Linked DNA regions of Mus musculus: regions 2, 3, 4, 5, 6 and 7 are each linked to region 1. Evidence: chromatin contacts called from public ChIA-PET and HiChIP or PLAC-seq data. All regions are on one chromosome and are shown on one strand. Each heading gives the region's core, a stretch centred on a gene start, on an enhancer-like site or on the middle of the called end of the contact. The rest is flanking DNA. Distances are from core to core; before and after follow the strand shown.

Region 1 (2,606 bases), core at 75-2,574:
TCCCCTCTTGGTTCTCACTGGAGGAAGGGCCCGGCACCTTTTCATTCTCTTCTTCAAGTGGTGAGCCTTCTTCCGGCTCTGTGTCACCCTCTTCAATCTCCTTGGTTTCCACGTCTTCAGTAGGCTCTGAAGACTTATCTCCTTTCTCTGGCTTTAAAGAGAAGTCAGAGTCCCCTGCCAGTGTTTCCCCAGATTCAGTTTTGGAAGTAAGTGTTGGTTTTTGTCCTTTTTCAGTTGGCTGGACTTTGTCAGTCTTCGAAGTCTCCGTATCTGGGGAGATTTTGGAGGTGGGCTTGTCCAAATCAACTTTCGTGGACTTGCCAGAATCATCTTCTGTGGCCTTATTCGAACCAGCTTCTGTGGGCTTGCCAGAATCACCTCCTGTGGGCTTGCCAGAATTACCTCCTGTGGGCTTGCCTGAATCTTCTGTGGAGCTCTGATCAGACTTTTCCAGTTTGGGGTTGACTGGTGAGAGGGGCCGCGCAGTTTCGTTCAACTCGGCATCCGTTTTCTCGGGCTGCCTTCTGGAATCACCCAAACTGTGATCGGTCGCGGCGGTCCGCGGCCCAGATTCCGCCTTACTGGAAACTGCTGCCAAAGTCGTCTTGTCCTGGTCTTTTTTATCTGACTTCTGCCCCTGACCGTCGGTCGGCCTTGTAGTCTTTACCTGGTTAGAAGAAGGCAGGGGAGTGGAGGACTGTTTGGAAGGCTGATTCGGAGGATTCTGAGAGTCACCTGAGTCGGCGTCTCTCTTATAAACGGACGGCAGAGCTCCTGAAACAAACAGAAAAAACAAAAAACAAAAAACAGTAAGTCCTCGGAAGAAGAGAAGCGGGCTTGACTTCTGAGAGCCTAGCGGGGATGGCCGAATGGGAAAGCGGAGATGGCTAGAGCAGGGTCGGGCCAGACAAGAAAGACGCCGGCTCCCGTAGCGACCCACCAAGGTGAGGAATGGGGAACCTAAAGGGGAGAGTGAGCTGGGCTGGGGTGGGGGTCCTTACTCGCCACCGCGACACTCAGCAGGAGCAACGCAACCTGGAACCGCATCCTGCAGTCTGCGCTTCCGCCCTCTGATGACGTGAGAGCGGCGCACGAGATTTTCCCGAGCGTGGCCCCTCCCTTTCCGGCGGACTGTTTCTCTTCCGGCGCAGCCCCGCCTTAGGGGTGGGGCTACCGGGCGACAGCAGCCGTTGTCTGTGTGTTCCGGTAGAGTGCCGGAAGTCAAGTCCAGCTCTTTATTCCCCCCCAAGTCCCTTCTGTTTCTCAGCAGTCTGCGGGGCTCGGCGATCTCGTTCTTGTTCACTTGGCCTCGTTTTTCGGAAGCTGTTGCGACCGGCAGGTGCTGCGTCGCCTTCGCTGCTTATGATGTAGGGTCGTGGGGCCGGGCGCCTCTTTGTCGCATCCTCTGCTCGTGTTTCCAACCTCTCCGTTGCCGATGCTGCTTTCTCACTTCACAAACAAATGTACTCTCTTCAGCACTTGCCCATCTAGAAGCAAACACATTTCATCCTGATCCTAATCCCTTTCTTGGCTGTATCCAGGGCCCTCTGAATTTACCAAGGTTTTTGATTTCTTGTTTGTTCTTCTGAATTTCTATGTGTTTGAAACCATATTGCTATGTGGGCACCTGCTGCCTCCTGAGTGTTTGGGATTACAGGTGCCTCACCACGCCCCTGTTGGGCTATTTATTTATTTAAGAAATAAAATATCAAAGATTTACTATTTTTATTTGTGTATGTGTGTCTGCCACCTGTGTGTAGGTGCTCTTGGAGGCTAGATGAGGGCATCAGATGCCCTAGAGCTAGAGCTTCAAGCGTTTCAAACTCTGTGGGTGTTGGAAACTGAACTCTGTTCCTGTGGGAGAGCAACAAGCCCTGAGCCATCTCTCCAATCCAGGAAGTAAGGTACTTTGTTACTCAAACAGGAAGACCTTGAGTTTCTGATCTTCCTACTGGACTACTGGCTTGTGTCTCCAATTTATGTGGTACTAGCAATCAAATCGTGGTTCTATGCACACTAGACAAACACTCTTGTCTCATTCACCACATATATATTCTTTTTCTTTCCAAGACAGGGTTCTTCTGTTTAACAGAACTCGCTCTGTAGACCAGGCTAGCCTTGCAATCACAGAGATCCACCTACCTCTGCCTCTTGAGTGCTGGGGTTAAAGACATGCACCACCACACCACACAAGCAACACATTCTTTTTTTTTTTTTTAAGGTTTATTTTATTTATTATATGTGAGTACACTGTAGCTGTCACCAGACACTGGAAGAGGGAATCAGGTCTTGTTACAGATGATTGTGAGCCACCATATGGTTGCTGGGATTTGAGCTCAGTACCTCTGGAAGAGCAGTCAGTGGTGCTCTTAACTGCTGAGTTATCACTCCAGCCCAAGCAACACATTCTTATAATGCAAACAACAAAATAGAATTTTAAAAGAAATATACTTAAAAAAACTTTTTTTAGAGAGCCAGGTGATGGTGGGACACAACATTAGTCCCAGCACACAGGAGGCAGAGGCAGGCAAATCTCTGAATCAGGCCAGCCTGATCTACAGAGTGAGTTCCAGGATAGCCAGGGTTACACAGAGAAACTCTGTCTT
Region 2 (2,606 bases), core at 45-2,544, 400 kb after region 1:
GCAACGCTGACCCCTTGGAGATCCAGTAATCACTGATCCTCTTGGAGGGTAAGAGGACAGTCACCACAAAGTTGGTTGAATGGCCTGAGAAATGATATGGGGGTGGTGGTGGGGTGGTGGGAGGGTGGGGGTGGTGGTGGGGGTGGGGTGGTGGGGGTGGGCAGGGTGGGAAAGAAGAGATGTTATTTAAACAGTAACCTCTGGATTCACGGAGATAAGATTACTGAGAGTCAAGAGGCTCTAGCTCCAGACCTGGCTGAACCTGAAGATGCTGGGCACAGCCCTCTGAAGGTTCTAGTTTTGGGCGATAAGAAAGGAGATTTTGGAATACATGGTGCTTTGAGGCCTCTCTGGCTTAGAGCTTATATCTTCCTGAGTATGTTTCAGGTTTTCTGTAGGTTGAACCTAGGAGCATTGGGCTGAGATTCAGGCCTGACTTAGGGGTTTCTAATGGTAGGTAGGGCATCTATACATGTGGTCGTCTATTTATCTGCCCTTCCTTCACTCCATCCTACACTGGAAAACTCTTGGGCTCCTGGGATGAACAGGTACGGGGACAGGCATTTTGTCTTCAGTGTGTAACCGTTCTGTGCAGCAAGTCACTCTTCAGGAGTTCTTTCCCTTCTGTGGCTGTCTACGGGGCCACTGAGAAGAAGATGGTGCCCTCGGATGGCGATGGCTCCTTCTGCACCACTCTCTCAGATTCCATCGGTGTGGAATGGACATCAGGGAAGGCAGCCTCGGACCCAGCAGAGGGTGCCTCTACCTTTTCACCTTTCTGGCCCATTGGATTCCTGGCTTTCCAGTGCCACAGCATGGCAAGCCGCTCTAGACACCTTCCCTGTGTATTTACTGGTTTTATGCAGTCCAGAAATTTGTCTCCATGCTTCTATGGGTGCCGGCCCAATGCAGGCAATCAGTGCCTGGAGTATGTGAGGCCTTCCCTGGGTCTGGAGGAAGACTCAGGATACAACTAAACCCCTGCATCCACTGACTGGGTTTAAGCAGAATCAATTCCCTGTTGGCCAGAAATGAGTGTAGCTGCCTTCCAAAATCCCCTCCCACTCAACCTCCCGGCGCCCTACTAAGGGATTTACTGTCCAATCTGCTTGGCTCACAGTTAGACAAGAAGCACCTCCAAGGGGTAGATGATTGGGACAGACATGTGTGTGTGTCTCATGTCACGTGCCCTACGCCGACATCCTGGAGGGCTGATGTCAGAGGTCTTGTGCTTCTGACAAACAGGATGGCCATGACACACATGCTGTGTAGTGGACTGCCGTTCAAGAAAGCAAAGGCTGGCTGCTTACTACAGAGGGATGGAGCGTGACTGGAAGGTTAAGGACAGTGCTGGGCAGGCATAGACATGTGGATCTCTATGAGCTGGAGGCCCAGCTTGGACTACGTGGCAGGTTCCAAACTGCCAGGGCTACGTAGTGATAGTGAGACCGGCTCAAAACAGATGGATGGATGAATGAGAAAGAAAAGGATGCAGAAATAAAGGCTGTGTTCCCACAGAAGGGATTTAATGGGCTTTAGAACTACAGAACCTGCTCACCAAAGCTGCTGTCTGCAGGCAGGACCAGGGCCTGCACCGCAGGGGCTTAGCTGAACTTACTCTGGGGGTGGATGGGGACCCCTTAGTGAGGAAACATGTTTTACATCTGAGAATAATTCAGGTGTTCATCACAATGGGAACCTGCTTTCGTCCTTCTTCATGCTGCTACAGTTAACAAGAGACTTGGACCGCCTTTAATTCAGCTTGCCTTGAAAACAGTACTATTGTGTTGTTCTAAACCAGACTGAGAAATTGTTAGAGCGCTCTCAGAGGTTAGCTGGGTTCACTGTTCATGTTTGATCATGCTTAGCTTTTCTTTTTTTGTGGAAAAAAAAATTAAAGCATAAATGGTCCTTCCTTATCCATCTCATGATACACACTTCACATGCCTTGTAGATTATTTTGAAGAAATATTACGTAAAAACTTTTGCTGCATCTATTTTGGTATGTGTCTCTAAATCCTGACTATTAAAGGCACAAATATCATAGCTAAAATATTACTTTCTAAGAGCTGTTCAAATTTTTCTAGTGTGCATACATACATGTATAAACTCATTATACACACACACTGTATGTATATATATGCATATATATACACACACACACATATATATATACACACATATATATATACACACATATATATATACACATATATATATATATATACACACATATATATATGTATATGTTATATTGGTACTTGACAGTTACTTAGATTCAGAGTTTAAATAAGGGCCACACTCCACAGCAATGATGTGTGTCCTAAATCACTTTTAACAATAAATTAAAATTGTAACTATAAATCTGCCTCTTTGCCACTCACTACAATATATTTGTTGACACAAACAGGTTGGTTCCACTAGGAGTCCCAGAATCTCCTATCTTTGTGAAGGAAGAAGGTTTAGGCACAGGGATGAGCTCACGCTCAGGTTTAAACGCCCTCTTCTGGCCAAAAGACGCTACTACATTTACTCACATGTATACTATTACATAAAATAAAATGTACACTATTACATAAAAATAAAATTTTATATTAAATCATTGG
Region 3 (2,606 bases), core at 34-2,533, 370 kb before region 1:
CATCACAAGAGAATTAGAGAATTAGGTCAGGGCTAGGGGTGTGGTAGCTAGCATACACAAAGCCTTGGGTTCAGTCAGAGCACTATACCCACCGGGTATGGCGGTGCATTGCTGCAATCCTGGCACTGAGGAGGTGGAGGCAGGAGGATTAGAAGTTTAAAGCCATCCTCAGCTACATAAGGAGTTTGAGGCTAGCGTAAGTATGGGATACCCAGTATCAAAAAAGGAGAAAAATAGCCAGGCAGTGGTGATGCACGCCTTTAATCCCAGCACTTGGGAGGCAGAAGCAGGCGGATTTCTGAGTTGGAGGCCAGCCTGATCTAAAGAGTGAGTTCCAGGACAGCCAGGGCTACACAGAGAAACCCTGTCTCAAAAAACAAACAAACAAACAAAAAAGGAGAAGAGAGAAAAGAGAAAGGAGAAAAAAAGGGATTAAGATTATTTATGAAAGAGGCTTGGCAAATAGTAACCACTAGCAGGCGATCGAAAGAGTCTTTCCTTATAGCACAATGTATCTCCCACACCTCCTCCAGGAAGCCCCCCCTGAACACCTGAGTCCATTCACACACCCTGCTCTGGGGGAGGGGGCTTTCCAAGAAAAGTTGCCTGTGCCTGTACTGGGAGGCTTCTTTCTCAGTCACAGGGTCCCCCACTCTCTCCCACCAGTGTGCCCCTCCACCTTTGAGCCAAGGACTCAATGGGTACAGAACAACGTGGCTAACAGGATCTTGCCCCTCAACCGGCTCCACCCATTTTACCCACCCCCTTCTTTCCAGCCCCTTGTCTACTTGTTCCTAGTGCTTCTGTCTCCACATCTCTGGGGCTCTGTTTGCATGAGGGGAAAAAAAGTCTTCATGCACACACAGAGCCCAGAAAGCATCCAGTTGCTCCCGGGCCGCCTGCCAGCAATTGAGTGACCTGCAGCTTCCTCCCCAAATCACATTCCACTGGCACGGATCTTGCCCCGCCTGACGCCAGCCTCCGAACTCGCCCCCAGAGCAAACATTTCCAGTTGGCAGCCTGGCCTTGTTTTTCTGAGGCCCTAATTCAGTCTCCCTTGTAGAAAACAGAAAACAAAACTCCGTGGGACCAAAAACTGCAACAAAATAAACTTTTAGAGTTAGGGGGCTGGAGGGCGAGAGCTGTGCTCCAAGGCATACAGAAAAATATAAGCTTCAGGGGGTGCAAAGAGTTTTAAGAAGCAAACCCACATGCTGCCCAGCACCCCGCCTCTCGTGCTGGCTTGGAGGCTGAGACCAATTCATTCAGGCTTCTGCTAAAGACGACTCTGTTCTCATTCATAGCCGAGCTGGGAGGACAGGAGAGAAAGATGAGGGGAGACTGGAGACTGTGAGGAGAGGGTGGTCGGGCGTCAACACTGGTGTTTGTTCCAAAGGGGAAATTACAGGAAGAAAAGTAAACACGGCCATCCAGATTTGAAGGCCAGTTCGTGCAGTGTCAGGGCGCTAGAGGGACGGGGTGTGTGAGCGCGTGTGCTAGCGTGTGTACATGCCTGTGGGCGCCGTTGGGTTTGCTGTCTCAAAATAAGGGCTGCTCAGTGGAAAGATGTCATAAGCCAGACTTGGGCAGCCAGGGGATGGGCCAGCCAGGGAGGGCTGAGCCTGGCGCCCAGGCCTGCTCATGAGGTCAGGCAAAGGCCAGGTGTCAGAGCAAGGGAGTGTCGCCAAGGCCTGTTAGCCAAGGGCCAGGGCGTGTGGGGACAGAATTCTGAAGGTCAGGCTCCATGGGGGTCCTTCCTCAGGAAAGAGATGGGTTCACAGCTTCACTGATGGACTTGGTCTGGGGGCTTTGTGCTTAGATCGGTTTAGGGGATGGCCTTGGAGCTAAATGACCCCCCTATCTGTACAAGGACAGAGAGCAGAGAGAGGCGGTCAGCAGGCAGCAGGATGAGGACGGACAGACTTAGATGCCATCAACACACAGATGAGCAGAATGGCTAAAAGTGTTATGGTCAGGAACTGGAGTGCTGGGAGCAGCTAGACACTCAGGTGGAGGTTGCCTCCCCTCCATCCAAGCCAGAAAGTTTGCCAGACATTAGGGATCAGGGACTCGAGAGAAGCTGAGCTGCTTCAGAGAGCTGGAAAACTGTAAGGGAGGGTTGAGAGTAAACACTCCAAGGGACCCAGGTAGCTTCTTTGACTGTTGCTATGGTGCAAGCTCCCCACAGAGAGGACCCTGCACCTGATGGAGAACTAGCAAGATGAATGAGGTCTCAGGGTGAGGGGCTTGACAGAGTTCTAAGAGGCTGACAGTAGGGACTGAGTAGTGACAGACAGGGTTGCTGAAACAGAAATTCACTCGCAGAAAATGAAAGAGAAAAGCCAATGTTGCCCAGAGGGAGACCATGACAGGGCCACCTAGGATGTCATCAGATGTGTCTCCCTGCCACTCATCAGCTGGATCGAACTTGATCTGACTGGCTCCTGAGAAGGTGAATCTCAGATGGCTAGCCTGGATGGTTCTCTTTGTCCAGGGTAAGGAATTCCTCCTCTAGAAATGGTTGGGAGGTTCTTTGGCCCTTGGCCCTTCTCCAGTGACTCTCCTCACAATCTTCAAGCAAAGTAGTCTTCAAACTTGTCCAAAGG
Region 4 (2,606 bases), core at 80-2,579, 380 kb after region 1:
ACGTTAGGGATACAGAAAGGAGAGTCAGCTTCCGGATCACCCTCCGCTGAATGTTTGAGGCTAGTCTAGGATGCAGAGATCAAGCCACGAACAACAAACAATCCCAACAGCACTACGAGGACAGACCCCTTGACTGATCCTTGCTTTTCTCGTCTGCTAGCTTTTCTCTTGATCTTCCTTCTTTTGGAAAGTTCTTCCCCATCTATCCACAAGCATGCCCCTTTACTTCTGTCTAGTCTTCTTGACTCACATGTTTCATGATGTGCCCTTTGCTGATCAAATTCATCCTTCTTGTCTATTTCCTTGCTTGTTTTCTCTGTAGCACTTAATCCGATCTGCTAAAAATGATGCTTGCTGCCTTCCCGTCCCAGCTACGTGATCTTGAATGGGTTCTTGTCCATTGCATTTGCATCTGTATTCTCAGTGTCTGGAAGTAATAGGTGCTCAGTGAACGTGGATGGAATGAAAAGGGGAACTCATGGCTAGTTTGTTGTGATATCACTGTGGCTGGGTGTCATTTTGGGAAAACACAGGTGCTATAGGTCCTGGGATGCAAGGAGCCAAAGGCTCCAGGTACCCCTGTGGAACCTTGCTTTTTGTTTTGTGCACTATACAGGTGTCTTACAAATCTAAGACTTGAGGGTGTGGCTTCCTGTGTCTCAGTCAGCCATAGGCAAGTCTTTCTCTTTTGAGGACTGTTGCCACGCGGTTTAGAAGGGATATGTTTTCAGTTTTGTTCTCTTTTAACTACTGAGGTTCACAGCTTTTGTTCCTAGCATGTGGGGACGGGAGTCATGCTGAAGTGGGCTAGTGGATTGTGTTTGTGGAGACAGACTGTCCTGCGGCTGAGGATCTGGGTCTGAGGGCAGCAGAGGCAGACACACCTGTTCAGTCAGTGCTCTGGGCTGGGGCTTTGGCACCCGGCAGAGGCAAGATAAGAACTGCAGATTAGAGGCCCAGAGGCTGTCTTCCTGCCTGTGTGGCTGAGGCCGTGCCTGGTAGAGCAGTATCTATAGCCCTCAGGACGGTGGCTGTGCTTCAGGAGTGAGGCAGGTGTTCTGTTTGTCAGAACAGAACTGCGTAAGTTGAAGGAGCCTGTACGGTAAGGTTCCTTTCTTTTCTCTATTTCCTTTCTCCTCCTCTTCATCCCTGACTTCCTTCCCCAATCTCATGGATCACAGGTTGGCTTCAGACTCACCGAGTATTAGAGAATGACTGAGAACTTTGGCTCTCTGGTCTCAGCCTCTCCTGCACTGCGTTACAGTGGTGTGCCACCCAACCCTGTGTTATGCATTGAGGATGTGGGGGGTATAAAATCAGGGCTTTGTGCACACCAGGCACTCTACCAACATCCAGAGCCCCCCCTCCCCCCAACTTTTTTGAGACAGCGTCTCATGTAGCCTAGACTAGCTTCAAACTTGCTATGTACTGACGTTGGCTAATCTTGAGACTGTCACTGCACTTGGCTCAGTTTATTTACTAAAATGTAACTTTTGAACTTTTACACACATGGCAGCTTTTTTTCTTCTCCCCTAGACAGGGTTTCTCTGTATAACATCCCTAGCTGTCCTGGAACTCACTATGTAGACCAAGCTGGCCTCAAAGTCACAGATATATATATACCAGCTTGGCAAATATATATTTGAATATATGAATATACAACTTTAGAGTGTTTGGAGACATGGATCAGCAGTTAAGAACATTTGCCTGTAACTCTAAGTCCAGAGGATCTGATGTCCTCCCTCTTCCGACCTCTGTGGACACTGAAACCACTCACTCACACATACATTTATATATATGTATATTACATAATCACATACATATATATATATAATACACACATACACACACACACACACTCTAGGTACAAAAAGCAGAAAAGCTTGTGAATTGTGTAAATCTAAGCTGGGACACACACACACTCTAGGTACAAAAAGCAGAAAAGCTTGTGAATTGTGTAAATCTAAGCTGGGGAAAGCTGGTACCCCAAGGCTTCACTGATGTTAGTGTAGTGTTTCTTGGGCAGGTCTCCTGGGGTCAGGAAGGGTTGCTGAGTAGAGTCTTGTAAGATCCAGGCTCAGCTAGAGCTCTTGAATGACAGTACATTGAATAAAGTTTTTTTTTTTTTTCTCTTTTGAGTTGGAACCCTGCTTTGTTACCCAGGAAGGCCCTGAATTTCTGGGCTTGAGAAATCCACCTGCCTGTTTCCAGACTAGCTGGGACTATAGATGTGTGTCACTTGGGTCGACTTAATAGAACATTAATTGCCAAAAGACAATGAATCGCAAGCACAGCCGTATGCATGGTAAGGCCTCGTGGTAAGTTCTTTAAAGCCTGTGGGCTGGCAAGATGGTTCAATGGACAGAGATGCTCAACACCAAGCCTGACAGCCTGAGTTCCATCTTTGGGACCCACATGGTGGAATGAGAGATCTGACTCTGGGAAGTTGTCCTTTGACCTCCACATATGCATCCTGATACGTGTTCCCTGCCCCCAACATTATATATAATAAACAGACAAATAAACAAATAGACAAATAAATAAGTAGAATGTAATAGAACCTGGTTCTTGGGCCACTTAATGGCAACTTTAGAGAGAGGACTGTA
Region 5 (2,606 bases), core at 71-2,570, 340 kb after region 1:
TCGCATTAAGGGCGAAGCAACTGAGAACCCAGGAAACCGCATGTCGAGAAGCACGTAAAACAAAAATAAAAACGATACATCCTCCTCACCCATTCTACCACGTCCCCTCCTCTCTCCCTGCGGCACAACTCACTCCCAGACCGCTCTGCCCACGCATACTCAACTAAAAAATTCAGACCACGCCAACCATGCCACGAGGTGTTTTTATTTTCATCAATCATACAAATAATTTTCTATAATATCCCAGGGCAAACCGGTGAAATTTGGCAGTCCGATTAGTGGAGGGGTCCCCTTCAGAGACCCGCGGGCCGGTGGCATCGGCTCGGAGTGCCCGGGTTTCACAGTGCAGCTTGTGGCTCGCGTCCATCTTGCAGGTGGCTCTTCCTCCACATCACGAGGGGGTCTTGGAGATGATGGGGCGGGGTGGGGTGGGGTGGGGAAATCTTCCTAGGCTTTTAGGAGATTTCACTCCTCTTTTCCTGTTCAATGGCTGCGAAGGGAGGGATGTGGTCATTGGAGCTACCTTACAGCCCCCCATACCCAACCCACAAACCTGGTGTGGGTGAGGCACCCACGAGGCCTGCGGACAGAGAAGGGGTTTGGAAGAGACAAAGTGCTTTGTGTGACTGGAAGGGTGGCTGTGGCCTTAGATTCGGGGTGGGAAGATAGTGGCCGGATGGGGGTGGGGGTGCCGGGCTGGCACAGCAGGGAAGGGAGGAGCGCTGGGGTGGGAACCCGGGGCACACTTACTCTCTTTGGTCGGCAGGGTGTTCTTCTCCTGCGTCTCGGTTTTCTTCAGCTTGGCCTTATCGAAGCTGGCGATTTCCCCCATGTCCGGCTTGTCTGCCATTTTCTTACAACTCTGATGGGCGAAACAAGGTGATAATGGGTGGCCAGGGGCTTGGGGGTGACCAGCGCGTCCTGGATCCCGCGCCTTCCGCGAACGCCTCTCAACGTGGCATTCCCAGTCCTGGGCGTTCCCGCAGCCCGGAGGCCGAGGATCCTAGACTCGTCCACCACACCCTCCCTCCGAAGCCCCAGGGCGTGGCCTGCTAGCCCCAGAAGATTCCAAACCGCCGGGTCGCCTGTTGCAACCGAAGGGGAACGCGCCCGCCAGCCATAAACTGGCCCGACCCCACCCAGGGTAGGCCCCAAGGCCGGCGCTGTGCCTTACCGTGGATTCTCCTTCCGAGCTCGCGCTCCAGGTGCTCCCACTCTCGTTGCTGCAGCAAGAGACAAAAGAGCGGCGCCCGCCCCTCGTCTTATATACACCGCGCCCCGCCCCGCCTCTCGCCCGCCGCAACGAGGGCGTGGCCAGCCCGCGCGGAGGGCGTGGCCAGCGCGCGCGGGGGCTGGGGGGCGCTCAGCATCTCCAGGCTGCCTGGGGCTCCGCCCTTCTCGGCCCGCGTTCCTAACCCGTTGCGATCCCGCGTGGAGGGTGGCAGGCACCAGCTCCCGGTGGTCTCTTTTCTTGATATATCTCCTTTTCCTAGTACCCAGGAGCCTGCTGCTCACCCCGCGGGAAGGGCGTGGGGGGGGGGGCAGCGGGGAAGGACTTGGGGTTTTGTTGAATGTATGTGTGGTGTAGGGTTGTGGGTGTGCGGGCGAGCACGCGCGCTCTGCTGCAGCCCTGCTCGCGGGAGACACCCCACCCGCGTCGCCTCAAGTCTCTTGCGTTTGCTCTCCAGAGTCTCCTTCTTTCTATTTTCTTGTGGTTGGTGCTTCTTAAAACAAGCTGTTTTCAGGCATTGTCTAAGGGCGGAGGTGGGAGCTAGGACTCCCGGGAGGGCTCCGCTGTTCCTTTTCTCAGTGGCCTTTTAGAAACACTGTACTGGAGGGTGCGGTTTTTCTCCTTCAGTTAACCTTCAATGTGGTTTTTAGAAGGAAAAAGAGGGGAAAAAGCTCCTGTGCCTGCAAACCTTGCTTTTTCTTGTTAACCCATTCCAGGAGTGGGATACTGCACTCCTGAAAAAGTTACCTCTTCAGCTCCTACAACCCCCATGGACAGTGAGTTCTATTATATCACCCAGGGCTGAAACGCCATCCATCCCCACTCCCATCCCTTTTCCTGTGTTGAATATAGAGCATATTCTACTGATAGAAGAAAAAGAGGAGAAACATTTCCTGAACGGCAAACTTCATGGTTCAGATAGACAGACAAAGAGCAAAATATCTTTGCTTGAAGTAATAACAGTTTAGTGGGGGTGGGGGTTGTAGAGAGTTGTCTCATCCACGTGGGGCTCACCCACACGGTGGCTTACAAGCATCTGTAGCTCTAGTTTTAGGAGACTTGGCATCCTCTTCTGGCCTGCTTGGGCACCAGGTATGAGTTTGGTGTGCATAAAACACTCATGCACATAAAATAAAAATAAATCTTTTAAAGAAAGTTGTTTCTTATGTAACACAATCCTGTGATTTCTGTACTAGTCTCCTTTTTAAAAAATTATTTTCTTTAGAAAGGGCGTCACCTGTTTATGTAGCCATATGTTTATGGATCTCAGTATGTAGATCAGCCTGGATTTGAACTCATAGAGATTGGCCTGTTTCTTGAATGTTAGGCCTAAAAGCCTGTGTTATCATGCCTGGCTTTGTGCTTTTTATTGCAT
Region 6 (2,606 bases), core at 79-2,578, 320 kb before region 1:
AAATTACAGACTCAGGAGACAAAAGCAAGTGAATCTCTTTGAATCTGAGGCCAGCTTGGTCTATATAATGATTTCCAGGCCATCCAGGGCTGCATGTGTGATCCTGTGCGATCCTGTCACAGAGAGAAAGAGGAGGAGGGGGAGGGGGAGGGAAGGGAGAGGAGGAGGAGGAGGAGGAGGAGGAGGAGGAGGAGGAGGAGGAGGAGGAGGAGGAGAGCTAAGTGCCAGCATTCATTTCTCTACCTCCTGACTGCAGCTGCAATGTGACCACCTCACACTCCAACCACCATTACTTTCCCATTGTGGCGGATTGCACCTTCAGATTGTGTATCTCTGACTGTACTTTCAGACTGTGTACCTTCAGACTGTGAGCCAAAGTGTCTCCACTTTTAAATTGTTTTTCTCAGACATTTTTTTCATAGCAACAAAAGAATTAAGCAAAGAACCCTTATAATCAGTGTAAGCAGAGTTTTTAGGTAAAACTCTGGGTTATAAAAGCCCCAGCAACTAGGTTGTAGCCACCTATCTCCAGTACACCAGCTCAGTAGCTACGTAATGGTGAAAGCAGAGAGGGTATTGATCCAATATGGTCAGATAGTCACACTGTGAAGAGGGACAGATAAAGGGACCCAGCAGCCCTCACGTCTGTCTTTGGGATGCTGGCATGAGTTTTAACAGAGGAAGCATCAGGGAGCTAGAGGTCACAGTGTGGCCTGGTTGATTGTCTCAATTCTAGTTCTGCAAGGTGGTCCAAAGAATGCCTTATCAGCACCATCCCTTGAGGGGACCAGTCTGGTTTCTACAAGATGCTCTCTTCTGTCCCAGGGTGCTCCTAGCCTACTCATCACAGGTGAGAGCCCTTCTGGGCGGGGCGTGGAGGGGGCAGAGAGTGTATACTGCAAGGTGATGTTCTCTCTGGAGTCTACAGTAGCTGCACGTTTAGGTCAATGACTTCTCTCAGCATCTTCAGCCCTGAAGGGGGCTGAGTTACGCTAGATAGACCCTCCAAGAGTCATGTGGGACTAATATGTAGACCTGCAGAGGCAAGCAGGTACCCCAAGGGAAAGGAGACACACAAAGGAAGGGCAGAGATGGTGGGTTTCCATCCTGCTGTTAGCTGCCTTGCTGACCCAAGGGAGGAGGAGCCAATGCTTCTTAGGGAAAGTAGCTTCTGAGGGCGCCATCTCTGCGGAATCTGGGCTCGCAGAACCTGAACGGCCAGGAACACTGGACTGACAAACATAGGAAAAGTAAACAGGCTTTGTAGACATCCCTCTGCGTAGCAGCATTTCCTCAGCAGCAAACACAGATTCCCCCCTGCCCTGCTGCGGCACTGTGGCTGTCCTGTCGAGATTAATATTAACAGAGCTGACACAATGATCAGCCAAACCACAGCTTGGGCATGGCTGCTTGGCCACAAACACTTCCTGCTCCACTACTTGGACTTCATATCCATCAATACCCTTGAAGACATGGCTGGAATGCCCTAAGTTAGGAACAGAATGACCGAGGCTCTACACTCTGTGGCACTGTCATCAGAAGTGGGGAGGCCCAGCCCAGCATTGCTTCAGGAACCTCCACTAAAGTCAAGTCAGATCCCTGCCTATGCTGCAGAAAAGAATTTCAAAACATGGGAGTGAAGCGAGGTGGACAGGCTTATTTAAGTGGAGATAAGGAGAGCACGCGGTTGGCACTTAGGCAGGATGTTTACAGAGTGTGACTCATAGAAAAAGAGCGCCACACACCTAAGTGGGCTTTCCAGTAGGGAGAGTTGCCATTAGATGTCTTCAGAATGGCTGTGTAGAGGCTTCTGCAGCGAAGTTCTAGTTTCCAAAGTATCTGCTTTTACCACAAGGTAAATGATTAAGCGAAGCTTAAGTTTTAAGCAAAATTTAAAATTTATAAAAATGTTCTCACTGACTGACCCGGAACTCAATATGGAGGGCAGGCTGACCTCAAGCTCACAGAGGCGCGCCTGCCTCAGCCTCTGCTCCTACTGAAGACGCACACCACCTTGACCAACTCTCTCTTATCTTAAAGGACTCCCTTTTGTAAATGGAATTGTCCAGAATTAGGAATGAGAGGGGGGCATTCACACAGCTGAACTCAAGACCACAAGTATCGTGCCTCAAAGTCCGCCCCGCTGCTGGTTTGAGGCAGTGCTCCTCTAAGCGATGCTCCTCTAAGCAGTGTTCCTCTAAGTGGTGCTCCTCTAAGCAGTGTTCCTCTGAGTAGTGCTCCTCTAAGCGGCATTCCTCTAAGCAGCTGTGATTTTTTTGTTTTGAAGCTTCTGTCGCCCAGAGTTCTTTCCCTTTCTACGACCTGTAATTTAAAAAATTTACTTATTTTATGGAGGACAGAGGACAGTTTAAGGAGTCTGTTCTCTCCCACGTGAGTCCCAGGGAAGGAACTTGGGTCATTCATCTTGGCTGCAGATGCTTTTACCCACTCTCCCATCCCGTTTCCTGCCTTTCTATCCCACCTCAGCATCCATGAGAAAGCTGCCATTAGGGATGCTCCTTGCCTCAGTTTAAGGGAGAATACGATACACAGACTCCTGATGTTCACTAAATGGACTGACTCCATTTGCAACTGGCTGTAGAAAG
Region 7 (2,606 bases), core at 29-2,528, 310 kb after region 1:
GAGGAGAAGAATGTTAGTATATGGCCTAAGACTGTTTTTGGTGAAGAATATGGCTACTTTTTGTTGTCTGAAGAGTCTTCCTAAGGAATCAGATTAATTGCATTGACAAAGGAAAGTCTCATAAAAGCCCATACTTATAGTGACACACTTCTTTCAACAAGGCCACACCTACTCCAACAAGGCCACAACTCCTAAGAATGCCACTCTCTGAGTCAAGTACATTCAAACCACCACAGAGCATCTCGCCACCCCACTTCCCCATCCTTTTTTTTTTTTTAAAGACAAGGTCTTGTGTACTCCACGCTGTCTCTAAGCCCCCTGAGATATCATTGCTAACCTTGACCTCCTGATTTTCTTGCCTCTACTTTCCAAGAGCTGTGATTACAGGTGTGCACAAGCCGATTTATGTGAGTTGCTTAGATCAGATTGGCCTATGGGCATGTCTGTGGGAAACTGTCTTGATTAATGATGGATGTGGGAGGGCCAACCCACTGTTGGCAGAACCATTCCCCAAGTAGGCGTTTCTGGGTTGTCTAAGAGGCTGGTTAAGTTAGAGCCTTGACAGAGAGGAGTAAGCCAGCAAATGAACCAGCAAGCATCATTCCAGGGCAGCCAGGGCTACACAGAAAAACCCTGTCTCAGAAAACCAAAACTACAACAACGACACTTCATCAGACTGTTACCACATTGGAACATGGAATTTGTGGTGACTTAAATTTTTGTTCCTGGGTCATGATCACTCAGATTTGACTCCAGAATAAAGTATCTCCTATTTCCTGTGAGATTTTTGTGTGTTTGTTTTTGTCTGCTCAGTACATAAGTTTGTATCCTACTTAAAACTGAATACTTTCCTGATCATAACTACTGTTAGCTCAGTCTGTGATCCATAGTTGCTCCCAGCTGGAAATGGGTATTTGGAGTGATCCTTGGGGCAGAAAGGTGGGTTTCTGAAAAGCCAGATGAGCCTTGATTGTAGCTAGAGGCAGGGTCTGAGGAGGGTGGGGACAGAGAAACCAGCTCAGCGACTTCTTGTTCAGGCTTTGGAATGCTTGAGCTTCTGTCATCTAGCAGCCTCGGCACTGGCCAGATTGCTCCTTTGTTGAGGGTCCCTTTCTCATGCCAGGTTCCTGGGATGTGGGAGGAGTCTCACATCAGCTGTGGCTGAAAGAAGATCCCTGCCAGTGAATGGGCAGGAGCCACACCCAGCCGAGGTAAGTTGAAGTGGGAGGGACCTCGGTGGAGTGAGTCACACTTGAGTCACCCCAAAGTGACTCAGAGCCGGGAATGGAATCTCCTGCTGGGAGGACAGTGGGACAGGAAATTCCAGCTGGCTGAAGGGAGGGATAAGGGCTAGGGATGTCGAATGCCAAGTTTATGAACAAAGGGGAGTTTGAGGAGCAGGGAGAGGAACCCTCAGAACTTGCCAAACAGGAAGTCATATCTGGACAGCAGGTGGGGGCAAGGCAGCTTGCCCCCACCTGCTAATGATCCGGGGTCCAGGTGAGAAGTCGAGAGGGCCTGAGTGCTGACCACAGTGCATAGACAAGGCACACCTCAGGCTCCATACTGGCCCAGGCCCCAAGGAACCTCCCATGCTAGTGTAATCCTCTCTTGCTGTCTACTATGGCCATTCGATCTCTTGAAGTCTTCCCACACCCAACCTGACACTCAACAAACCCTAGGGATGTATACTGGCAGTATGTCATTATGATGCTATAGTAGCTTTGGCTTTTTTTCTGTTTTCTTTTTTCCTTTTCTAAAGCTAAAGTGTCACTCTGTAGCCAAGGCTGACATGGTTGGGAACTCCCTATGGAGGCCAGGATAACCTAGGCCTCACAGGAATTCGCTTCTCTTTTGCCAGTGCCTCTTGGGAACTGGTATGCTACTAATCCTGGCTTAATGATTTTTTTTTTTTTTAAATGTAGGCTTTAGGAATGAAAACCTTCCTGTTTTCATTGTTAATACTTCTCCTTTGGTCTTTGGCTGGAGAGATGGTGTAGTAGAGCCCACACTGTTCTTACAGAGGATGAGTTTGATGCTCAGAGTCCATGTCGGATTTCTTACTATTGCCTGTAACTCCAGCTCCAGGAGGATCTGATGACCCCGCTGGCCTCGGTAGATACATGCACATCTTTTTGCTGTTGTTGCTTTTGAGACAGGATTTCTGTGTAGCCTTGGCTATCCTGGAACTTGTTCTGTAGACCAGGCAATAATCCTATTTGTCAAAAATAAGATCACTACCACACTTTCAAGCCAAATTTGAAACAATCTTTAATTAAATACTGGCCAGGTTACTGGACTCTAGCCAGGCCCACACCTGAGTTTTAAGGAAAATGCTCCCAAGTCACAGTTTTCAGATGCTTAAAAAGGCAAACCCCACAATTGACCTTCTATCCATCAGGGGCAAGTGTACATTCTGATGTAATTCTTGCCCACATGGGATCAAGTCCATCTGGTGCAAATGGCTCAAACACACGTAGGACAAACAGGAATATATTCTTAATTGCAAACAGAACTCAACCTGTAAGGTCTATTTTTCCTGTTGTGGTCTCACACAGGTTGGCCTTGAACTCAAAGAGATCTGTCAGTCTCTGTCCCCGAGTGCT

The links. ChIA-PET counts read pairs in DNA pulled down with a chosen protein or histone mark. HiChIP or PLAC-seq counts read pairs in DNA pulled down with a chosen protein or histone mark.
Region 2: a contact with region 1 is called in an H3K4me3 HiChIP or PLAC-seq map of bone marrow-derived macrophages, with 2.8 times the contacts expected there. The contact joins the enhancer-like site here to the promoter of Tgoln1 in region 1. A contact is called at or near these places in 3 of 39 promoter capture datasets (3T3-L1-derived adipocytes, cranial neural crest and hippocampal neurons) and 2 of 115 datasets of contacts at active chromatin or transcription factors (bone marrow-derived macrophages and microglia).
Region 3: a contact with region 1 is called in an HNF4G HiChIP or PLAC-seq map of pancreatic cancer cells. The contact joins the enhancer-like site here to the promoter of Tgoln1 in region 1. A contact is called at or near these places in 1 of 484 Hi-C or Micro-C datasets (embryonic stem cells) and 1 of 115 datasets of contacts at active chromatin or transcription factors (pancreatic cancer cells).
Region 4: an H3K27ac HiChIP or PLAC-seq map of regulatory T cell precursor shows a contact between it and region 1, with 2.4 times the contacts expected there. The contact joins the enhancer-like site here to the promoter of Tgoln1 in region 1. A contact is called at or near these places in 1 of 484 Hi-C or Micro-C datasets (CD8 T cells) and 3 of 115 datasets of contacts at active chromatin or transcription factors (bone marrow-derived macrophages, memory CD8 T cells and regulatory T cell precursor).
Region 5: an RNA polymerase II ChIA-PET map of effector CD8 T cells shows a contact between it and region 1, with 33 read pairs. The contact joins the promoter of Tmsb10 here to the promoter of Tgoln1 in region 1. A contact is called at or near these places in 3 of 39 promoter capture datasets (the C10 cell line, hippocampal neurons and neural stem cells), 1 of 15 datasets of contacts at CTCF or cohesin (the NIH/3T3 cell line), 6 of 484 Hi-C or Micro-C datasets (CD4 T cells, the MNK3 cell line, embryonic stem cells and 2 more), 9 of 115 datasets of contacts at active chromatin or transcription factors (effector CD8 T cells, embryonic hindbrain, embryonic midbrain and 4 more) and 2 of 9 other capture datasets (adipose tissue and liver).
Region 6: a contact with region 1 is called in a FOXA1 HiChIP or PLAC-seq map of pancreatic cancer cells. The contact joins the enhancer-like site here to the promoter of Tgoln1 in region 1. A contact is called at or near these places in 1 of 115 datasets of contacts at active chromatin or transcription factors (pancreatic cancer cells) and 1 of 9 other capture datasets (adipose tissue).
Region 7: a contact with region 1 is called in an H3K27ac HiChIP or PLAC-seq map of trophoblast stem cells, with 10 read pairs. The contact joins the enhancer-like site here to the promoter of Tgoln1 in region 1. A contact is called at or near these places in 1 of 39 promoter capture datasets (the HPC-7 cell line and HPC-7-derived erythroid cells), 1 of 484 Hi-C or Micro-C datasets (cortical neurons), 9 of 115 datasets of contacts at active chromatin or transcription factors (the 230-238 cell line, the SCID.adh cell line, differentiating embryonic stem cells and 4 more) and 2 of 9 other capture datasets (adipose tissue and pancreatic islet).

The regions. Positions count from the first base shown.
Region 1 is chr6:72,615,676-72,618,281 of GRCm38.p6, forward strand. Tgoln1 (trans-golgi network protein) reads right to left here and starts at 1,325. Exons shown (of 4, transcript NM_009443.3): 1 at 1,002-1,325; 2 at 1-774. The coding sequence starts at 1,047.
Region 2 is chr6:73,017,762-73,020,367 of GRCm38.p6, forward strand. It overlaps Dnah6 (dynein, axonemal, heavy chain 6), which reads right to left. Exons shown (of 77, transcript NM_001164669.1): 77 at 1-84. Gm20560 (a long non-coding RNA gene) reads left to right here. Exons shown (of 4, transcript XR_001785283.2): 2 at 1-48. Among named protein-coding and RNA genes, the nearest start is that of Gm20560, 7.2 kb to the left of the region's middle. Within about 2 kb of position 1,295, at least 5 of the 459 cell types and tissues checked have an H3K27ac peak or open chromatin away from gene starts, as enhancers often do. A contact at or near this core is called in bone marrow-derived macrophages, where this site is marked.
Region 3 is chr6:72,243,513-72,246,118 of GRCm38.p6, forward strand. No RefSeq gene overlaps it. Among named protein-coding and RNA genes, the nearest start is that of Atoh8, 9.2 kb to the left of the region's middle. Within about 2 kb of position 1,284, at least 151 of the 459 cell types and tissues checked have an H3K27ac peak or open chromatin away from gene starts, as enhancers often do. A contact at or near this core is called in pancreatic cancer cells, where this site is marked.
Region 4 is chr6:72,992,597-72,995,202 of GRCm38.p6, forward strand. No RefSeq gene overlaps it. Among named protein-coding and RNA genes, the nearest start is that of Gm31547, 13 kb to the right of the region's middle. Within about 2 kb of position 1,330, at least 62 of the 459 cell types and tissues checked have an H3K27ac peak or open chromatin away from gene starts, as enhancers often do. A contact at or near this core is called in CD8 T cells, memory CD8 T cells and regulatory T cell precursor, where this site is marked.
Region 5 is chr6:72,957,163-72,959,768 of GRCm38.p6, forward strand. It overlaps Tmsb10 (thymosin, beta 10), which reads right to left and starts at 1,321. Exons shown (of 3, transcript NM_025284.4): 1 at 1,175-1,321; 2 at 751-862; 3 at 185-490. The coding sequence starts at 850. The coding sequence ends at 456.
Region 6 is chr6:72,291,848-72,294,453 of GRCm38.p6, forward strand. No RefSeq gene overlaps it. Among named protein-coding and RNA genes, the nearest start is that of Sftpb, 11 kb to the right of the region's middle. Within about 2 kb of position 1,329, at least 45 of the 459 cell types and tissues checked have an H3K27ac peak or open chromatin away from gene starts, as enhancers often do. A contact at or near this core is called in pancreatic cancer cells, where this site is marked.
Region 7 is chr6:72,925,748-72,928,353 of GRCm38.p6, forward strand. No RefSeq gene overlaps it. Among named protein-coding and RNA genes, the nearest start is that of Kcmf1, 27 kb to the left of the region's middle. Within about 2 kb of position 1,279, at least 175 of the 459 cell types and tissues checked have an H3K27ac peak or open chromatin away from gene starts, as enhancers often do. A contact at or near this core is called in adipose tissue, differentiating embryonic stem cells, embryonic stem cells and 2 more, where this site is marked.